Linked DNA regions of Triticum aestivum: region 2 is linked to region 1. Evidence: chromatin contacts called from public Hi-C data. All regions are on one chromosome and are shown on one strand. Each heading gives the region's core, a stretch centred on a gene start, on an enhancer-like site or on the middle of the called end of the contact. The rest is flanking DNA. Distances are from core to core; before and after follow the strand shown. Region 1 has its middle 13 kb from the start of LOC123064489. Region 2 has its middle 51 kb from the start of LOC123064489.

Region 1 (3,555 bases), core at 593-3,092:
AAGATGTTGGAAGATTACAGTTTTGTAGGAGTGGTCTTGCTATCAACTTGATCCTCTTGATAAGTGATTCCGCAAGATCATTTTGTGTGTGTACATATGGTACAGAATGCTCCACAGTCATGCCCAAAGCTAGGCAGTAATCATTGAATGCTCGTGAACTAAATTCAGCAGCATTATCCATTATGATGGATTTTATCGTACCGGTACTATTCCATCAAGGATTACAGTTTATATACAAGCAGAGGGACGCGATTGAAAGGACACGCCCATCGTGGGGGCGTGGGAGAACCGTCGCATCGGTTGCCTGGCAAACCGCACGAGCAGTTTGTACAAGGGAGGATTATCTCTAATTACAGATTTAAATCCTAACAGAAGGAATGGATAAGGGAATGTGTGGTCCTTTCGTTCGGTTGCTCTCGACCCAGCCCGAACGATTGCAAAAAATGACATGGCAGCCCTATGCGTAGCGATTCGTGTCGGGGAAATGAACGGCAATGAGGCAGTTCGGGAGAGAATAAAAAATTCTAACGTTTGGGACTTATTGATACCGGAAAAAAAATGCTCAATATTCTGGTGCCGCGAGATCCGGGGCCGTCAGCGTCGGGCTACTCGTCTTTTTTTTTGAGCATCAGTACAGACACAAGCGCTCATATACATGCGCATACACTCACCCCTATGAACGCACACACGCACACCCTACCCCTATGAGCACCTCCGAGAGACTGAGCCGACATATCATCTCGAAATTTATAAAGTCACCATAGGCGCCTCGTCGTCGACGGTAACGTCTCCTCCCACTAAAAGCGCATCGCCGGAAATCCTGAAATAAATTCAGGAATATTGTGAGCACCAGGATTTGTACCTTGATGGATTAAGGATACCACTGTCCATCTAACCAACTCAACCACAGGTTGATTCGCCGTCGGGCTACTCGTCAACACTCGCGATGGCCACCCAACGATGTATGGACGGACGGTGCATGACACACATATACAAGCCGCAGCCAAAACAGTCGAGCGGCGGCCGAGCGCACGTTGCGTGGTCGAAAGAGGAGGTTCTGTCGGATACCCCATCCCACTTCCGTTGAATCTTCACCCCGAGCTGCTGTTTATCCAGATTTTTTAAAGAAAGCTGTTGTGTATCGATGGCGACCCGTGTGTTAAAAAGTTGATGCCGATCGATCATTCAGATACGTAGAAGTTATGGCGGTCTTGAACAAGCATCTGTCCGCTCAGGAAAACAGACGGGAATGGGATCCAAGCCAGTTGGACGCCATATGCACGTACGCACTCCTACTTGCGTGGCTCCTGTTGGTGCTCCCGGCTAGTGGGCTGTCCACATCCCCATCGACATCAAATCTCGGCGCTAGTGAGCTTCCACAAAAAGTCGCGAGATAGTCCAAGTTCACAACATAATTATCCACGACAGTGTTACTATGGGCCTGTTTGGTTTGCAGCCTAAGGTTGCCACGCCTAAACTTAGGCGTGCCACAATATCTTAGGCATGTGTTTAGTTCATTGTCACACTTGTGACATGCCATACTTTTCTAGTTACATGGTCCACATATCATAGACTAAACTTCTTGCCAAATCTTGTCATACTTGTGGTGGCCATTTTATTAGCCACACTTTTTGTGGCAGTCGCACTTTGCCTAAGTTTTATTGTGGCAAAATTAGTCATGAACCAAACAGACCCTATATCGCCTGTATTTTCCCTATGGTTAGCAGCAACCGATGAGCAAGAAGAATGGTAAAAAACCGCGGTGAACCTGTCCTGATCGATCCATCGCTACCACATGTTGTCAAAGTCGATCGATCACTGTCACATCTTTGATGGCACGTGCTCGCGCAGAAGAGGCTCCAGTGAAACGAAAGCTGAGTAGGAGCAGATCCAGGCCAGGACGCCAGGTACTCGATCGAGCTGCACTTGGCACGGACATTTTTCTTCTGCCCGGCAGCGACTGCGAGCGCTCGCTGCCGTGGTCCACATGCAAATGCATGGTGAACTCCGCCCGTTTCCTCGACCTTTTCTTCCTGGCGACCGGCAGCGGTACTGTACACAGCGTAGCGTCCACTGGATTGCACGTCGCTGTCACATGGTTACACGAGCCAGTGAGCCCGTGCCCGTGATGCTCACCAATGACCTGGGTCCTGTGCTCTGTCAAAACGAACGCTGGGGGACGAGATAGCCAGCCAAATTGGAGCACCAGATTATCATTGCCGTATTCTTCCATTGCTCATGGAATTCATCATTCGTGGCTGAGGTTTCCGGTCAGACTGTGGAGCACAATGTCACCTCACTTCCTATCATGTGCCTTTGATCTTTGTTTGACCCGGGTTTGTCAGGCGGCCAGGGTAGTACAGTAGGTGACTAGTGGTTTTGCTTTGCATCCACTCCAGACCCAAGTCCAGTACAGCGGCGAGATGCATCTGCAGGCGGTTCTTTGTTCAACACTAATGCTGCATGACAGACAGGGGTGGTTAAGTTATCCTCGTGTTCTGGCGGCTGCTTTGTGGTGTCAATGTCAACTCGGTGGCGCATGGATCTTCAGATTTCAACCGATGGCGACGGCCATTATCGGCCCGCTCTTTTTTTTTACATAAGTCCATATGGCCCAACGGTATAAGGTGTTGAGGCCAAGCCTACTACAAATACGGCAATGGTGTTGATACATTGTAAGTACAAAATAATCTACTTACAGTGTAGATTATTGTATTTTTGGCTCACAGTGATGTATTCATGTTTTTTTTCGAAAAGGAGGATGACCCCGGCCTCTGCATCTCGGAGATGCATGTGGCCATTTTATTGATTATTCTTGAGGACCTTACAAAGTAGAACAACAATATGTCTGAATCCGTCATCTTGGCAACATCTGCTGCTAAACCTATCCAAATAATGAAGGGATGCAAGCTGGGCCACATACCCAGACCTCTCACCTAAGCCTAACATCTAAAGCCGGAGGCCCCGACCGACTCATCTGCCGGGTTCGGGGCACAAACCGGTCCGACGCACTCACATGTGTCGTCGCCGACATCTTCCACTGGTCCATCTTCAGAGCAGATTGAGGTGGCAACCTTGGCAGGTCCTCCACCATCGATGCCACCACGACGCCAAACGACGACCTCCACCTACACGAGCACTAGTAGAAAAAGGGCCTAATGTGAAGCTCATTAGCCTCGGTTTGTATTTAAACCGACACTAATGTGACCATTAGTGCTGGTTCCAACGACTAGGCAGGCGGGTCGCATTAGTACCGGCTCATGGCTAACCTTTAGTACCGGTTTGTCCCACGAACCGGTACTAAAGAGGTGGTGACAGGCTAGTGTCAGGCTGCGGCCCCACCAGCACCTCTAGTACCGGATCATGCCACGAACCGGGACTAGAAGTGCACCTTTAGTCACTTCTAGTCCTGATTCGTCTAATAAACCGGTACTAAAGATCTTCCTATATAAACCCCTTCGTCCAGCCTGAGCGCTATGATTTTCCCCTTTCCTCTCCTCTGTTTTCTTCCTCTTCCTCTCGAGCTCACACTCCATTTTTGCCAAAATTTATGAA
Region 2 (3,555 bases), core at 281-2,780, 38 kb before region 1:
AAAAACGGACAAAATTCAGACATTTGTCCGTTCGGGGCCGCGCGTTGGGTCGCGTTATTCGTCCGTTCTATTTCAAACGGACGCACCCGGACAGGATGGAGTCGCGCTCTAGAGTTGGCTTAAGTGCTCAAAATTCTGGTTCGTGCGATCCGTGGCCGTCGGCGTCGGGCTACTTGTCGGCACTCCCGTCTGGCCACCCAACGATGTAAGGATGAATGGGACCTGGCAGTATGGCACACATGCTGCAGCCAACAAACAGATGAGCGCACGTTGCGTGTTGGAAGAGGAGGTTCTGTCGGATACTCCATTCCACCTCCGCTGAATCTTCAGTCCATCCCAGCCGCTGTTTGCCGATGGCGACCCGAGTGCTAAGCTGTGGAAACGAAAGAGATCGATCATTCTGATAACAGTTATGGTGACCTTGATTGAGCGTCGATCTGCTCTGCGTTGGCAAATAGACGCAAGGTTGAGCGGGAATGGGATCCAAGGTTGCTGGTGCTCCCGGCTAGTAGACAGTCTCCATCCCCAGCGCCACCCCAAGTCAAATCTCAACGCTTGGCCTATGCTCTACTGCTTCACAAAAAGTTGTGAGATAGTCCATGCTCTAAACATAATTTTCCACGACAAATACATATATACACTTGTATAATTTGCGTATGGTTGACAGGACCCGATGAAGCAGGAGAACTTGCGCTGATCGATCCATTGATCGCTACACATAATATATTTTATTCAATATAAAAAGAGAGCCATACAGTTCAAGACACGTGCTCGGGCAGAAAGAGCCCGAATTGATAGCTGTGTAAAAGCAGATCCAGGCCCGGACGCCAGGAAGGTACACGACCGAGTTGCACTTGTCACGGAGATTTTTGACAGCGTCTGACGAGTGCTAGCTGACAGTCGGCATGGTTAGGTCCGCCCGATTGTTCAACGTTTTCCTGGTGATCTGTAGGGGCAGGCTGTGTGTGTGTCTGCAGCGCGGCGTCCAGTGGAGTGGAGTTCTTTTTTTGAAAAAGAACAGTAAACTTTATTAATCATTCCTTTTCGGTTTATAGGGCTTATTTCAAATTTTTTTATTTTTTTATTTAAAGGCTTCATATCCATCTTATTTTTAATTTTCGAGGCGCTTTAAATCTTTGCATACAAGAATTAAAAAAAATGTTCTTACTCATCTAGTGACGAAACATGCATGCACAACAATTAATCTAAATTAATGCATGAGTTTAATTTAAGTAGTTTTGTAAAGTATGAAATGCATTCATCCACTCATAAAATGATTTGGTTGATAAGATTTTAGATTTGAGCCTTATAAACCGAAAATGAGAGAGTACTGGTGGTTTATGAGAAGATTTACAATTTTATTCGTAGATTCTTTGAACCAATCCTTTGTCACCGAGCATTTTGCTAAACTAACAAGCTCACGAGCAACTTAATCCAGTGCGATGGAGGTCGCTTTTAACATGAGCCACTGAGCTCGCGCCCCGTGACACTGATGACCTGGGGTGCTGGGCTCAGTCAAACCCAGACACATGAGAACGATAGCCTGCAAAGTTGGGGGAAAGACGGAGGAAATGAGGGGCCGACACTGGGCAATTATTGGCGTATTTTATCCCTCGTGGAATCAATCATTCGTGCCCAGTTTGTGGAGCACGATATCATCTCACCTCCTGTTATGAAATCGTTGATTCTTTGTTTGACCCGTGGTTTGTCAGCGTAGTAGGTGACTACTCCCTTCGTCCGAAAATATTTGTCATTCAAATGAATAAAAGGGAACATGTCTAGATGTATTTTAGTTTTAGAAACATCCTTTTTATCCATTTTGATGACAAGTATTTTCGAACGGAGGTAGTACTAGATGGTTTGCTTTGCTTCCACTCCAAAGTCCAGTCCAGCGTGCAGTGTCGATATCCGTATGCAGGCGGCGCTTTTGGAAAAAGATCAACACTATGAGCAACTTCAATGGGGCGATCTATTTCGTCCGTTAACGTCCGTTTGAATCCGCGCGGAAACAAAAGTCGGCCCAACGCACTGACCCAAACGGACGTGCGTCCGTTTTTCGTCCGCGGGCGATCTATTCCCGGCCCATTTTTGAGCCGGATTTGCGTCGGCGCGGACACGTGATGAATGCGCGCGTGCTCCCCTTCTCCTCCCCGGGCCCGCTGATCGATGGCGCATTGGCCTTCCCCCATCCAACAACAACCACGCCTGCCTCCTTCGTCGTCGCCGCCGCCGCCCATTTTTTCAGTGTCTCTCCCAGCTGCCAGCTGCCAGCGGCTGCAACATCCTCTGAGCAACGCCGCCACCTCCAACGTCGCCCGCCACCATCGTCTTGCCGCCGGGGAACCGACTGCTTCCCACCCCCGTTCCCACCCCGACACTGGCGTGACCGCGACCAAGAAGTCGCCTCGTCGTTCCCGGCCAGATCCTCACCGACACGCTTGTCGGACGCCGCAGGGCAGCTAGCTGGTCCGTGCGCGCCGCGACTCCCTTCACCGACCGTCTTCTTCATTGACGCCCGCAAGCTGTTCGACAGTTTGTCAAGGTACAAAATGGACTCTGCCGACGAGTTCTTTTTTTCACAATTTCCTTTGTGACTCCAACGATTCATCATCCGATGACGAGGAGGAGATACTGGCTGACATGTTGGTACATCACCACCTCAATCGCCAGCGCGCGGCGTTCTGTGCCTCCATTCCGGGCCACCTTCCGGCGTTGAATCGCAACCGGGAGAGCGGGCATTTCCTTTTTAGAAGGACTACTTTGATACAACAAATCTGTCGTTCAAACATCAGAAATTTCGCTGTTGTTTTCGTATGAGTAGGCATCTTTTCAACCGTATTAGAGAGGGGGTGGTCGGCTACGATGACTACTTCGAGTGCAAAGAGGATGCCGTTGGAAAGATTGGTTTCTCCTTTTATCAAAAATCATTGTCGTCACTCGAATGCTTGCATACAGAGTGCCAGGTGATCTCATAGATGAGTACGTCCATATGAGCGAGTCTATATGCCTAGAGTCCCTGTATAAGTTCTGCAAGGCTGTTATTGATGTGTTTGGCCCTGAGTACTTGAGAGAGCCGACTGCTGAAGATACAACCCGTTTGTTGACGATGAATGCGAGCAGGGGCTTCCCAGGGATGCTTGGAAGCATAGACAGTATGCACTGGGAGTGGAAGAACTTCCCTTCTGCTTGGCAAGGGCAGTATAAGGGCCATATCACTAGTAGAAAACAGGGCTATCGTTCGCTGCTGGCCAGCCCATTAGTCCCGGTTCTTCAAGAACCGGGACCAATGGGGGGTATTAGACCCGGTTCATGAGCCCAGGGGGCCGGCCGGGGCCTCGTGGGCATTGGTCCCGGTTCGTGTAGAACCATTTGTCCCGGTTCGAGCCACGAACCGGGACCAATGGTCCTCGCTCCTGGCCCACAACCATTGGTCCCGGTTCGTGGCATGAACCGGGACAGAAGGGGTGGCTTTAGTCCCGGTTCATGCCACGAACTGGGACAAATAACTTGCCCATATATACCCACCGCCGCGGCAGAGCACTCCACGGTGCTCTG

What was found. Hi-C and Micro-C count contacts between places; a contact is called where the count stands out from the background.
Region 2: a contact with region 1 is called in a Hi-C map of leaf, with 2.1 times the contacts expected there. The contact joins two enhancer-like sites. A contact is called at or near these places in 2 of 5 Hi-C or Micro-C datasets (both in leaf).

Annotation. Positions count from the first base shown.
Region 1 is chr3B:27,316,853-27,320,407 of IWGSC CS RefSeq v2.1, reverse strand. No RefSeq gene overlaps it. Among protein-coding and RNA genes, the nearest start is that of LOC123064489, 13 kb to the right of the region's middle. Within about 2 kb of position 1,842, at least 6 of the 8 cell types and tissues checked have an H3K27ac peak or open chromatin away from gene starts, as enhancers often do. A contact at or near this core is called in leaf, where this site is marked.
Region 2 is chr3B:27,354,581-27,358,135 of IWGSC CS RefSeq v2.1, reverse strand. No RefSeq gene overlaps it. Among protein-coding and RNA genes, the nearest start is that of LOC123064489, 51 kb to the right of the region's middle. Within about 2 kb of position 1,530, at least 3 of the 8 cell types and tissues checked have an H3K27ac peak or open chromatin away from gene starts, as enhancers often do. A contact at or near this core is called in leaf, where this site is marked.